Linked DNA regions of Rattus norvegicus: region 2 is linked to region 1. A link is a contact called in public Hi-C data. All regions are on one chromosome and are shown on one strand. Each heading gives the region's core, a stretch centred on a gene start, on an enhancer-like site or on the middle of the called end of the contact. The rest is flanking DNA. Distances are from core to core; before and after follow the strand shown.

Evidence for each region. Hi-C and Micro-C count contacts between places; a contact is called where the count stands out from the background.
Region 2: a Hi-C map of kidney shows a contact between it and region 1, with 2.0 times the contacts expected there. The contact joins the promoter of Ankrd33b here to the enhancer-like site in region 1. A contact is called at or near these places in 2 of 12 Hi-C or Micro-C datasets (both in kidney).

The regions. Positions count from the first base shown.
Region 1 is chr2:84,016,234-84,022,230 of GRCr8, forward strand. The region is part of intron 2 of Ankrd33b (ankyrin repeat domain 33B); the gene reads right to left. Among named protein-coding and RNA genes, the nearest start is that of Ankrd33b, 50 kb to the right of the region's middle. Within about 2 kb of position 2,943, at least 10 of the 93 cell types and tissues checked have an H3K27ac peak or open chromatin away from gene starts, as enhancers often do. A contact at or near this core is called in kidney, where this site is marked.
Region 2 is chr2:84,065,911-84,071,907 of GRCr8, forward strand. Ankrd33b (ankyrin repeat domain 33B) reads right to left here and starts at 3,669. Exons shown (of 4, transcript NM_001191565.1): 1 at 3,316-3,669. The coding sequence starts at 3,669.

The DNA of each region.
Region 1 (5,997 bases), core at 1,693-4,192:
TTAAGAAGGTTGAGAAGCCCTGTGTTAGAGAATTTGGTTTTCCACAGTCTGGTCTGTTTGACTCAGTGTAGTTCTCCAAATCAGGCCAGCAGAGGGAACTGTTGGCTTTGGAACTGCAGAGCCCCAGGAGGTGTGCTGGGATGTCCAGGGAATCCTACTAGAAGAGGGGGAAAAGCCAGAGTTGGAGCAGCAGAGCTGAAGGAGGGGAGGGGAGGGCAGGGCAGGGAAGGGCAGGGCAGGGGAGGGGAGGGGAGGGGAGGGGAGGGGAGGGGAAGGCAGAGCAGTGGCTGGGGCTACTCTGCCTGACTGCTCTGCTCTGAAGCTCTGAAAGCTGGGATTACTGGAAGAGCAGGCAGAGTTAGGAAATCAAAGGCTTGCCAAATTCTAATCTTTGCTTTAAAACAATAGAAGAGGAAGGAGGAGGGAGAAGGAGGGAGGGTGGGGAGAAAAACAAACCCCTCAGAGGACTCAAAGTCAAACAAGATCCTGATGACTGGAGGTGATAAGAAGATTGGTTTAAAAATGAAGGGCTTGGGTTGTACTCACAAGTGCGTGAACACACACACACACACACACACACACACACACACACAGAGCATTTTAAAATAACAAAAGGAGTCTTTTTTAAATAGGGCTGGAGAGGTGACTGGATGGCTAAGACTGTGTACTGCTCTCATAGAGGACCAAGGTTTAGTTCCAAGCGCCTATATAAAGTGGCTCTCAACCCCCATAACTCTAGAGCCAGGGTAATCTGATGTCTCTGGCCTCCATGGGCACCACATACCCCACCACCCCAATATCCCTATGCACATACACAAAAAACATAGTGAAAATAATTTTGTGTTACAAATGAAGGACTGGGCACAGTGGAAGAAGCTGGTAGTCGTGGTTGCCCAGGAAGCCTTCACAGGAGAGTGTTAGGGCCCTGCCTCAAAAGAAGAGCCAAAGGGCTGTGGAATAGCTTGGTGACCTGGCCACTCCTCAGTCTCCACCTCTTAAGGGGCTGAGAGCGGGAAGGGGAAAGGGGTACAGGGGATGGGGATGAGGGGCTGCAGGGGAGGGGAAGGGAAGGGGAAGGGGATGGGAGGGGAAAGGGAGGGAGCGATGGCTCACTGTTAAGAGCATTCTCCTCTCTTCCAGGGAACCTAAGTTTGGTTCCCAGCATCTGCTGCCCTCACAGTGGGTCCCCACATCAGGGAGTTCACAGCAGACATGGCCCTAACCTGTTTTAGTTCCATTTCTTTTGCTGTAATAAAATGCCCTGGGAAAAGTTAATTTAGGGGAGAAAGGGTTTATTCAGCTTAGAATTCTGGGCCACAGTCCCTCACTGAGTGTTAAGACTGCCCATGAGGCAGGAGTTCAACCAGCTAGTCACACCACATTCACGGTCAAGAAGAGAGAGAATGGATACACACTGGTTACTCAACTCACCTTCTCTACCCCAGGAAGCTGGATTCAGGGCTGGGGGTTGGGGAGTAACGGTGCCACCCACAGTGGACAGGGTCTTCCTGTATCAATGTAATCAAAACACCCCCACCCCCCGCCCCAGACATGCTCAAAGTCAGGCTAATCTAGATATCCTTCATTGAGACTCTCATCTCAGGTGATTGGAGACTGTGTAAAGTTGACAATTAAAACTAGCCACTGCACCAGCTCCACACTGGACATCTAGGTGGGATACGGAAGAGAGCCCAGAGGCCATGAGGGCCAGGCAGAGTCGCAAGAGTCTCACAATAAGAGCTTCTAGCCAGGTGAAGGGGACAAAAAGATTAAAACCACAACCCCAACAGCATTATCCTAGCCATTTATGATAGTTCGAATGAGAACAGCCGCTTCCATTGGCTCATGTATTTGAATGCCAGACTCCAGTTAGTAGAACTGTTTGGGAAGGATTGGGAGGCATAGCCTTGTTGGAGGAGGTGTGGCCTTGCTAGAGGAGGTGTGGCCTTGCTGGAGGAGGTGTGGCCTTGCTGGAGGAGGTGTGGCCTTGCTGGAAGAGGTGTGGCCTTGCTGGAGAAGACCTGTCACTGGGAACAGGCTTTGAGATTGCAAAGGACAGAGAATAAAGAATGGTGGTGTAAAGCCTGACATTGGGTGGCATGGTTACCATGGTTACTTGGAGACCTGCTGAGTGCAGATTAGTAAAACAGCCTTAAAGGAGGGAAGACTTTCACACACAAACTATAGTGACTTTACTGCAAGCAGCAATTTCTAGACAATGGTCGAAATTAAGAAATCAAGCTGAGAAGAGGGCTGTGACCTCCCTGGAAAACCAACAACCTCCCTTTCCTGTTTAACACGTGAACTTACAGTGCCTTTGTGCCCCTCTAAAGGCACCTCATGCAGGTCAGCGGTGCTACTGCCGAAGTGGCTCCTGAGAGGCTCTCCCATGACATCTGCGTGGAGAACCTGAGACCCAGGTCCTCACAGTGGGTCTCCTAATCAGCACACTAGCTTCCGACACTTGGTGACAGGCCCAGACTGTTAGAACACAAACTCCTAGCATAAGGACGGGCGCTCAGTGCTTTAAGCAGCTCTGTGGGTGGATTACACAGGACAGGTTCTACAGATGCAGGAGCCAGGCTGTGAATGCAACTCGTCATGGGGCTAAGGTTGCCTCTGGCATTTCCAAACAAACTAGGAAAAGACCTTCATCAGACTGAGACCATTAAGACAAAAAGGGGGGGGGGTGCTGGGCGTGCCAGAGGTAGAGGGCTTGTGTGGTAAGTACATAAGAGAGGCCCTAGGATTGCTCCCAAGCACCAAGGAAAAGCTTCTCAATTTACATTTTAACAGCTGTGCACACCTCCTCCCTACTGCATCCTAAGCAATCTGCAGAACCAGAAGCCTGGGCAGGCAGAATCAGGTTGAAGCCTGGGCTGCTGGCTGTGGGCAGGGGTGAGGCGGGCACAAACAACCCAGCCAAACACAGGGTGGCTGAGCAAAGTGGCAAACAGGGGGCATTAACAGAAGCCAGGGAACGAGGAAAAACAACGTTAGAACAAAAGGTTAAGAACAGAAAAATAGGTTTTCTCTTTTAATCCAAGAAACCCTTACGCAGACATCAGGCACTAATTATGGTTGCCTCTGCAGGGCTGTGTAACAAACCACCAACCACCGGCCATATGTGGCCAAGAACAGCTGCCAATGCAGCCCAACCCAAAACTGTAGCTGTACTGAAAACCTTATGAGGGTTTCCTCGTTGCTTTGTGTGGTTTTGTTTGTTTTCTTGGTGTTTGGTTAGTTTGTTTCTGGTTTTTCTTGGGTGTTTTTGTTGGTAACTGAATCAATTAGTGCCAGGTCCCAGCCCTCCAGTGACAATGTAGACTCAGCTGAGGCTGCCCTCCCACCAGGTAAACACTCAGCGCTCCTCAGAAGCTATGTAGAGTGGGTTTGTTTGCCAGGAGAAGCCTCAGGAGAGGGCACCTAGTTCTCTATTAACTCCAACAGATCAGAGCCCCATGCTAATGCTAGCTCCCAGGCTGTTCCAGCTGACCTGCCCTCCTCCCTCCGCAGCACGCCCCCTTATACCTGGTAGGACTCTCTCCCTCACTTTTGCTGTCCTCTCTGCTCCCATTGCCCTGGCTATTGCCAGTCTGCTCTCTCCCAGCTCCCTTCTCTCTGATCCTCTTAGTCCCTGAAATTAAGCTGCCCCCCACCCCCACCCTGTGCCTTATTCTCTATTTTACCTATAATAAAAAAAAACCTTCCCCTTTAATTATGGAGTGGCCATTTCCATGCAGTATTTTGGTCTGTTTGTTTTTAGCTACCTGCCTTGCACACATCCAGTCTCAAGCTTGAATGCGAACCCTGTAGACAATAGCTTCCTGTAGCAATGTCAGAAGGTTGGACACTCCTTCTGGGAAGGAGAAGCTGGGAGAGGAGAGTCTTTGCTCCTATTCACCCCTTGTTTGCTTGCAGTTCTTTCCAAACACTGGGTACCACATTTAACACAAGCAGCACACAAGACGAGCAACCAGGCCTTGTGTTAGGGGGCCTTGTACAGTCAAGTTGACCACCCTCCAACTGCTCGACCCAGGGCAGGGTCAGTGGATGTGACCATGCCACCCCACAACCCTTTAGTGCAAGGCAGCCACTCTAGCTCACTGACAAATAAACCCAGGGCTGTCTGAAGCGAGCCCCCCAGTTCCCCGGGCCAGCGGATACCAACCACCCCAGGCAAAGTGTCGGCTCAACTTTAGCCCTCACAAACCCCATACCATAGAGTTGTGGCATTGGGAGAGCAAAAGAAGAAAGAGTACAGCCCCAGGCCACTGAGAAAGTCCCATTACATCCACTGACCCTGGACCCAGAGCACAGCTCCAGAGTCTCCGGCTCAGGATCCAGGTCACCAGGAAATTAAACCAGTATATCCCTATATAAAGATATCCCTATATAAAGAGGAGAAGCAGGAAGAAAGTGGAACTCAAAACACAGAGGACTGTGTGACAGAACCTCAGCAATGTCCCCAGGACCTAAGGGTGTGCACAGCTGCAGCAGAAGAATCTGGACATTCCTCTGGCCACCATAGGTCTCCTTCAGGACATCAAGCAGATGGGGTGTGACACCTCACTGATGTCACGTGGTTTAAAGAGCAGCCAAACTATTAGGGATATAGCTCTTGCAGAGCCCTCACCTATAAGGACGTGGTGGGAACAGTGAGGACTTTTCATCTCAGTTTGAGGGTAACGTAATCTGTGTCTATGACATATTTCCTGTGTACAGCACTGACAGGTTGTTATGCACCCATCTTGGAGATGTAGCTGTAGTGTGCAGGGGCCGAGGGGTGTGTGATTGACCTTCAGATGGTATGACAGCTAATCTCTGCTGTCACCTTTATGGAACTTAGATTAACAGGAGACACACCTGACGTGGAAATTTCTGGTTTCTTTGGAGACTCAGTTGTGCCATGTCTTTTTTGGAAACTGTCTTATGAGAGGATGTTATTTTGCTGAGAACAGACACATGGTGTTTTTCTGGAAGCTGCCTACAGAAAGGGCATGTGATATTTTGCTGGAGTGGATGCTTGCGATGACACCTGACGTTTGGAAAGGGTATAAGTATAACCCAGCAGACAGTGGACGATGCTGTGGTATTGGCTCGCCTTGCTGCTTTTTGCTGGTCTTCCTTGGGTTTTGCTAATGTTGTTCTTCGCTGATGATGCTGTGGCATGGGTTTGCCTTGCCTTCTTCAATGATCATCGTATGTTGTGACGTCATAGAGAGAAATGCACCAAAGAACTTCTCATGGTATTCTGAGGACTTGGGCTGATTGGCAGAGCCTTGTGGTTTCTTCTGGATCAAACTGCTATTGCTGATTTGGGAATGGTGTTTGCAAGTGGATCAAGCTACTGCTGCCAATTTGTGTGAACTGAACTGCTGATATCCTGGACAAGGAAAAATCAGAATTTCCCAAAAGAACTATTTCTAAACAGGTCCACTCCCCCGTTGTTCTATTAACCTTTCCTTTCTGTCACCTCTGGTAGGTGATGGGCTAGAAGGTAGGTTAAAGCATCGAAGAACTCTTATTAAAGTCAGTTTTGAAAAATCTAAAACTATACACACCCCCGGCTATGTTGTATGGTTGCTTCCAGAGAATTTAACTGGAAAGAAAAGACCCACCAGAATGTGGGCAGCCTCATACCATTCAGACCCTGACTGAATAAAGAGTGAACTGAACATCAGTATTCATGAATCTGTGCTTCCTGACTGGGGTGCTTCAAGTCTCTGCCCTCACCTCCAGGATGGACTGTACCCCCAGACCACACAGACCAAATAAACCCTCTCTTCCTTAAATTGTTTTAGTCAAGTACTCTGTGACACTGATAAGAAGAATAATTAATCTGGGCAGCCAGCAAAGCGAACAGGTGAAGTCACCAGTTGCCACCTGGTCCTCGCTACTTTTCTTTGAACTCTTGTGGATTTCTCACAATAAAGCTTTGGGGAGAACTCATTGCCCAGCACAGAGCTCTACTCAAAGCTGTGGGGGAGGGCTTAA
Region 2 (5,997 bases), core at 2,419-4,918, 50 kb after region 1:
AGGCCAGAACCCATTGTGCAGAGTAACTAGCAAAAACCTGCGAGTTCAGCTTCTCTGTGAGTCAGCCTAATTCCATGCTCACATAGGCTCCACATACCGAGGCCTGGGAGGACGGTTGGACATGTCTTCCAACACTGTGACCCTTGCTTTAGGAAGTCAAGATTTCTACATTCATAAATCTTTCATTTAAAAAATGTGCGGCGAATGCCTCAATTGTATTTCAAGCAAAGTGTTCACACCCCAGTATCTATAAAAATTGAGATGGAAGCCGTCCGAGGAGGGGGAAGGTACCCCCATAAAATGAATGAACAGTGACTTTGGAAAATTTCCTGAGATTTCAGTACACAGAGGCACTTCAGCTTTACCAGGTGTCAGACATGCAAACTGCCCTTCCATGACAAATTTAGATGCCACAAATGTATCTTCTATTTCACTGTTGACTATGGGAGAGCCACCAAGGCTGCAGGAGTAAACCTGACATGCAAAGAAAAGAATTAGGAAGAGAGTTGCTGGAGGAACCATCCTTCAACGAGCGAAACCATCCCACCTGCATCCAAAAACACAGGGAGAGCATGTGTGCAGAGTTACAGGAAAATGATGTAACAAATATTTAAATGTTGCACAGTAAATCCTGACATCCTTCCAGAACAATGTTTCAGAAGCAAAGACCTGTGGTCCGCTGCTTACCTACTAAGAATTGAGCAATTCAGCATAGCAGCAACATTCCAAAGCCTTTAGATCAGTGGTCTTCAACTTTCCTAATGCTGCAACCCTTCATGTTATGGTGTTCCCCACCATAAAAATTATTTTATTGCTACTTCATAACTGCAACTTTGCTGCTGTTATGAATCTTAATACCAAATATCTGATATGCAGGATATCTGATATGTGACCCCTATGAAAGGATGTCCAACACCCCGCCCCCAATGAGGTCACGGCCCTTTGTACTTTGGCCTCTCTGCCTAAAGACTCTTCCCTGTGCTCTAAGGATGCCTGCTTGCAAATGACCATGCTACTGACAATCTCAGCCTCCACCCAACCGCCCTCCCTTTCCCAAGTCTCCACAGTCTTAGCCAGCTCTGGGCTTAGATGGGGGATGGTAGAAAGGCCTTCAAGAGAAAGTATCCTTAAAACAGAAACCTCCAGGTGGTGAGAAAGCCAGTCCCCGTAACTAACCATCAGAAGAGTACTGGTCACTGGCTAGCTTACATTCCTTTACTCCCAATTCTCAATATGCTGAGCCAACTAGAGACAGCTAGGTCCTCTTCACTTGGCGTGAGTAGGCCTCTCTAGCTCCTACGGCCCCTCCTCTCCACACTCGGCTACGACCAAATCATTCTGCACCTGCCACTGTCCCTTGGTTCCCCACCTGCCTGACCAGAATGTCTTCTGCCACAAACCACCTCACTCCTTAAAGCTCTTGCAGTCTCACCTCAGGGCACACAGAACAAAGGCCTGGTCCTCTGACCCAGAGATAAAAACCAAGGCCGGACTCTTTTTCTCAAGTCCCCAGGCACATCTAATGGATGCAAACGGATGGAAGACTCAAAGCAGAACAACAAAGGCCCTTCAGTCTCTATCTTCAAAATCAAAGGAAGAGAAAAGCACCAAGAGAACGCTCGGGCACAAGACTGGACCATGTTCTCTTCAGAACAGCAGAGAAAAACTAGGGTGAAAGATGGTGAGCAAAGGCTGTGTATGTGGGACTTCTCTGGACTGTGGGCAGGATGGCACTTCGGGATCACAAACCACACAGAAGGGACTGTGGCCGCCGGTGAGCTACACAGGAGACAAACAAGAGCTGAGGAAAGCTGCTACCGGTCCCCTCCTGCCTCAGGGCCTGGGAGGGGCTCTCCAGGGGTTCTGGAATTCAGTCCTGTCAGTCTCAAACCTTCTGTGCAGGGTTTAACTCACTCTCAATTTCCTTTGCTGTTTTCAAACTTTGGAATTTTTTGCCTCTCTCCAGAAAACATGATAAAGCTGAGAGGCCAGTGACCACTCACAGGTGAAAACTTCCAAGCAAAGACCACCCCCAAGCCGCTGCTATGCTTGTTCAGGAAGGGAAGGTTTCTAACGCCAACACCTGACCCGGAAAACTCGCTTACTTAATCTGAAAGTGGAGCAGAGCAACAGCCCCCTGAGCCTCTCTCCCGCTGTTTGCCAGCTGGAAGAGTCACCACAGACACCAGAGTGGTGCTGACCTCATCAGACCCGTCTCCTGTCATATCACAAGCACAAACCATTCCTCCAAGTTCAAGGTTGTCGGGTTATCAAAAGCAGAAAGGGACACGCTGGCTTCACACTTGCCTAAGCCTGACCCAGACTGCCTTCAGGCACAAAACATTGCGCATATACAGCCCCAGGATAAGCCAAAGGCATCGGGTCTCCAGGTCCCTATATTAAAGCGCAAATTTCCTGTCAGCTGGCGACTCCCAAGCAGAAGCACAGGCGTCCCTAATTTGTGCAAGGCTGAGTCTGCAAAAACCACGGGGCCTCTGGGAACATGGAAATCAGGGGAGGTTGTTTGTCCACCCAGCAGAGACTAATGGGGACACGGCCACAGCGGTCACTTTCCCAGCTAGTGTTCAGTGGGAACATCTCTCCCAACTTTTTTTCTTTTCTCAAACTTTCTTGCTATCTCTGAGTCTCGGCGTAATTAATAGAGACCGCCTCCTACTTTCCTGCGTGCCGACCCTGGTGCGTGACCCTACTGAGCTGAGCAGCACCTGTCCTGCCTGAAGCGTGGCTGCGAGGGTTGGTAGGCTTCGACCCGCAGCAGTGACCTCACATAGAGCTGGCTAGTCGCCGCGCGGGTCACTAGGAAAAGCAAGGAAAAGGGGTGGCTTAGGTAATGAAAGGAACTGTAGCTTCCAAATCCTAATTCGAGCACCAACGTGTTAGACAAGGACAACCAACAGGAGAGGCCGGGTGGACAAATGGGGCTGGAGGTAGGAAAATGTCCCCTGAAAGTGAGTAGAGACCATCACCTACCCGGGCCTGGGGAAAGTAGCAGTTAGGGAGGCACTGAGTGGAAGGGGCACCCCCACCCCTAAAGATGTCAACACATTTCCAGCATAAAGAATTATTCCCCTAGTGAGAATTCGGGGATCCTCGGGGCGGTAAAGGGGAATCTGGATGGAGTAGGAAGCCGGGCAGGACTATCATCCGCCCGCTCCGCAAATGGGGTCCCAATATCGCCTCACGCCACACAGGAAGGAAGCCGTGCTCTGAGCGGCAGTAGATCTAGGATTGGGATGACACGGAAATGCGGGCGAGGGAGGAGAGCGGAGGGGACCGAAACCTGTCGGGACTTACCCGGCCGTTGCGGTCAGTCTCCCGTGCCTCCTCGGAACTAGGTCCGCGCCGCACTAGCGCCCGCAGCAGCCCCACGTCGTTGGCGCAGGCGGCGCGCAGGAGGGTCGCCGACTCAGGGACGCCCTCCGGGACGCTCTCCGCGCACACCGAGCCGCACTCCTCCTCGCCTCCCGGAGGGTAGAAGGAATCGTCCGATGCGATGCTGCGGGTGTCCGGCAGACTCGAGAAGTCTTCGTACTCCTCGTAGTCCGCTGGGTCGTCCCCTGTCTGTACGCTCCGGGGTGGCGTCGGCGACTGTGGGGACAAGCAGCGTGTCCCGCCGCCCTCCGGCCCGGGCCCAGCCAGCAGCACCATGCTGGAGGCCAAGGCGCGGGCCGGGGGCTAAGACTCGGGTTAGAGGGACAAGTACACGAGGCGCGCCCCGGGGTCACCGACCCTTGCCCGCTGCGTTCACACAAGAGCAGGAGTCCCACACGCTCCAGCCCGGCGGAAAGCGGCTCCAAGCGGCTGCGCTCCCGGAGCAAAGTCACTGGCGACTGGAGAAAAGCCCCTTGGGTGGGAGGAGCCGCGGGGGCTTTCCCTGCCCCGTCGGGCGGGGTGAAAGCAAGGCAGAGGGCGGGGCGCCTTCCCCGCTGGAGTCCCGGGCGCAGCGGAGGTCCTCTCCAGACCGCGCCACCACCCCCCCACCCCCGCCCGCTTGGTCCGGAGCAGGGGAAAGCAGGAGCGGGAGATCCAGAAGCTGTAACTCCAGAGGCTGAGAGCCAGCCTGAGAGACAGCCCCCCCCTCCAAGGGCCACTCCCTGGGGACCGAAGCGGAGATGGGGTCCCGAGACACCAAAGGCTAAGCAAGTTTCCAGCGTCGGAAAGTACCCGCACCTGGAGACCCGCCCCTTTCCCACTCCCCACTGAGGACGGTAATCAGCCCCGGGGGCCGAAGGGGCAGCCTTAGGACCTGTCACCTCCCAGGCAGTCGAGTTCTGGACCAGTTGCACTTCTGAGACGCCCTGGAAACTTAACTCTCTTGGAGCATGGAAAGGTGTCCACTCTTGGACGGAGGGTGGAGCTGTCCACTCTGGAGGAAATTCCACCTTGGGGAGAACCTGTTCTATCGACCCTGATCCAAATAAGGGCCGGGGGCTGATTTGGGGGACTAACCCGAAAGAGGCAGGGTCTGCAGAGTCTCTAAGTCACCCAAGCTGGCTGTGGCTGGGAGGTTGATAGGAAAGAAATCTTGGGGAGATGGAAGGGTGATAGGAACCTCACGGGAGGATATCTGGGTGAAGAGGGACAGCACCTGGCCAGAGTCGTGAGGGGGCTCCACTCTCCCTCACCTCTGGTCATTTTCAATGACGGGGAGGGGGGGGGTGGGGAGACGGTAACGCGTCGTGGCAGATGAACCAGAAATGGCCAGAGACCGACCGGCTTTGATCCAGGGCCAGAAACAAACACTTCAAAAACTGAGATTATTGACCATGGAACTGCCTGCTGGGACGTGTGTGGAAGGATTTCTCACCTGTAGCCCCTCACTTTAAAGAGGAGGAGGTGGTGTGACCCTGTTCTAGAGGAAAACCTGTACATCCTAGCTGTGTGTCTCATGAGCCAGCAAAAAGCCACTCACTTCTCTCTCACCCCACTGCCTCCTCTTCATTTCCACCCATCTCCAGGCACGCCAGCCCGTGGGAGGCCCCAAGGGGAACACGACTGAGCTCCTGGAGACAAGACACAAGGAGCCTGGATGTGGGTGGGCAAGTCAAAGGGCGCAGGGCATGTTCATGCCTGCAATGTACTCCAAACAGGCACTGTAGGCTGAAAAACATTCTAGAGTCCTAGAGTGCCTGATGCCCCGCGCTGGGCCAGCCATACTGAGGTTTTCAGAGGAGCTGGGGTGCTGGGGCTTTCTTTCTGAAAACCAAAATCCCCCACTCCCAACCACTGGTCAACTTCTCACTATCTGTAACTCTCTACAGCTGCATAAATTCCCGCAGGGAATTTCCCCTTTCCCGATCAACTTCTGTTACAGGGACTCGGGGGATTTACAAGGGGCAGTTGCCCGGCTAAACCCTGTGTGCTACAGTGAAGTTGGTGCACGGGGTTGCTGGCCTCGCTCTCCTCCCAGTTAGGCAGAGGGTTGCTTTAAATTCTGAATCCACCACCATCATCCCCAACCCCATGGGACAGGTTCGGGGACAGAGCTATTTCTGAGGATGGGGGAGGAACGTCCTGAAGCCAGCTGGAGCTTATCAACACTGATGAGAGGAGAACGGTTACTTATCAACTTCCTCTTTTCTTTCTCAGAAGTTTAAGTCCAACTAGCGCTGAGAATCATTTGCCATTTAAAGATAAACAGGAACAGAACTGGTGTATAACTCAGCGGCATGCCTAGGATATAGGTTTGGTCCCCAGCACTTGAAGGATGGGAAGGATAAATAAAACAGCTCCAAAGGAGTCCTAATAGGGGTTGTCTGTCTGCCTGCCTGCCTGCCTGCCTGCCCGCCTGCCCTACCCCCACCCTACCCCATCTTTAAAAGCATATTTTTCTTCAGCCTGGCAGACACTATGCCTGTTTTTTTTTTTTTTTTTTTTTTTTGCTTCTTTTTTTCGGAGCTGGGGACCGAACCCAGGGCCTTGCGCTTCCTAGGCAAGCGCTCTACCACTGAGCTAAATCCCCAACCCCGACACTAT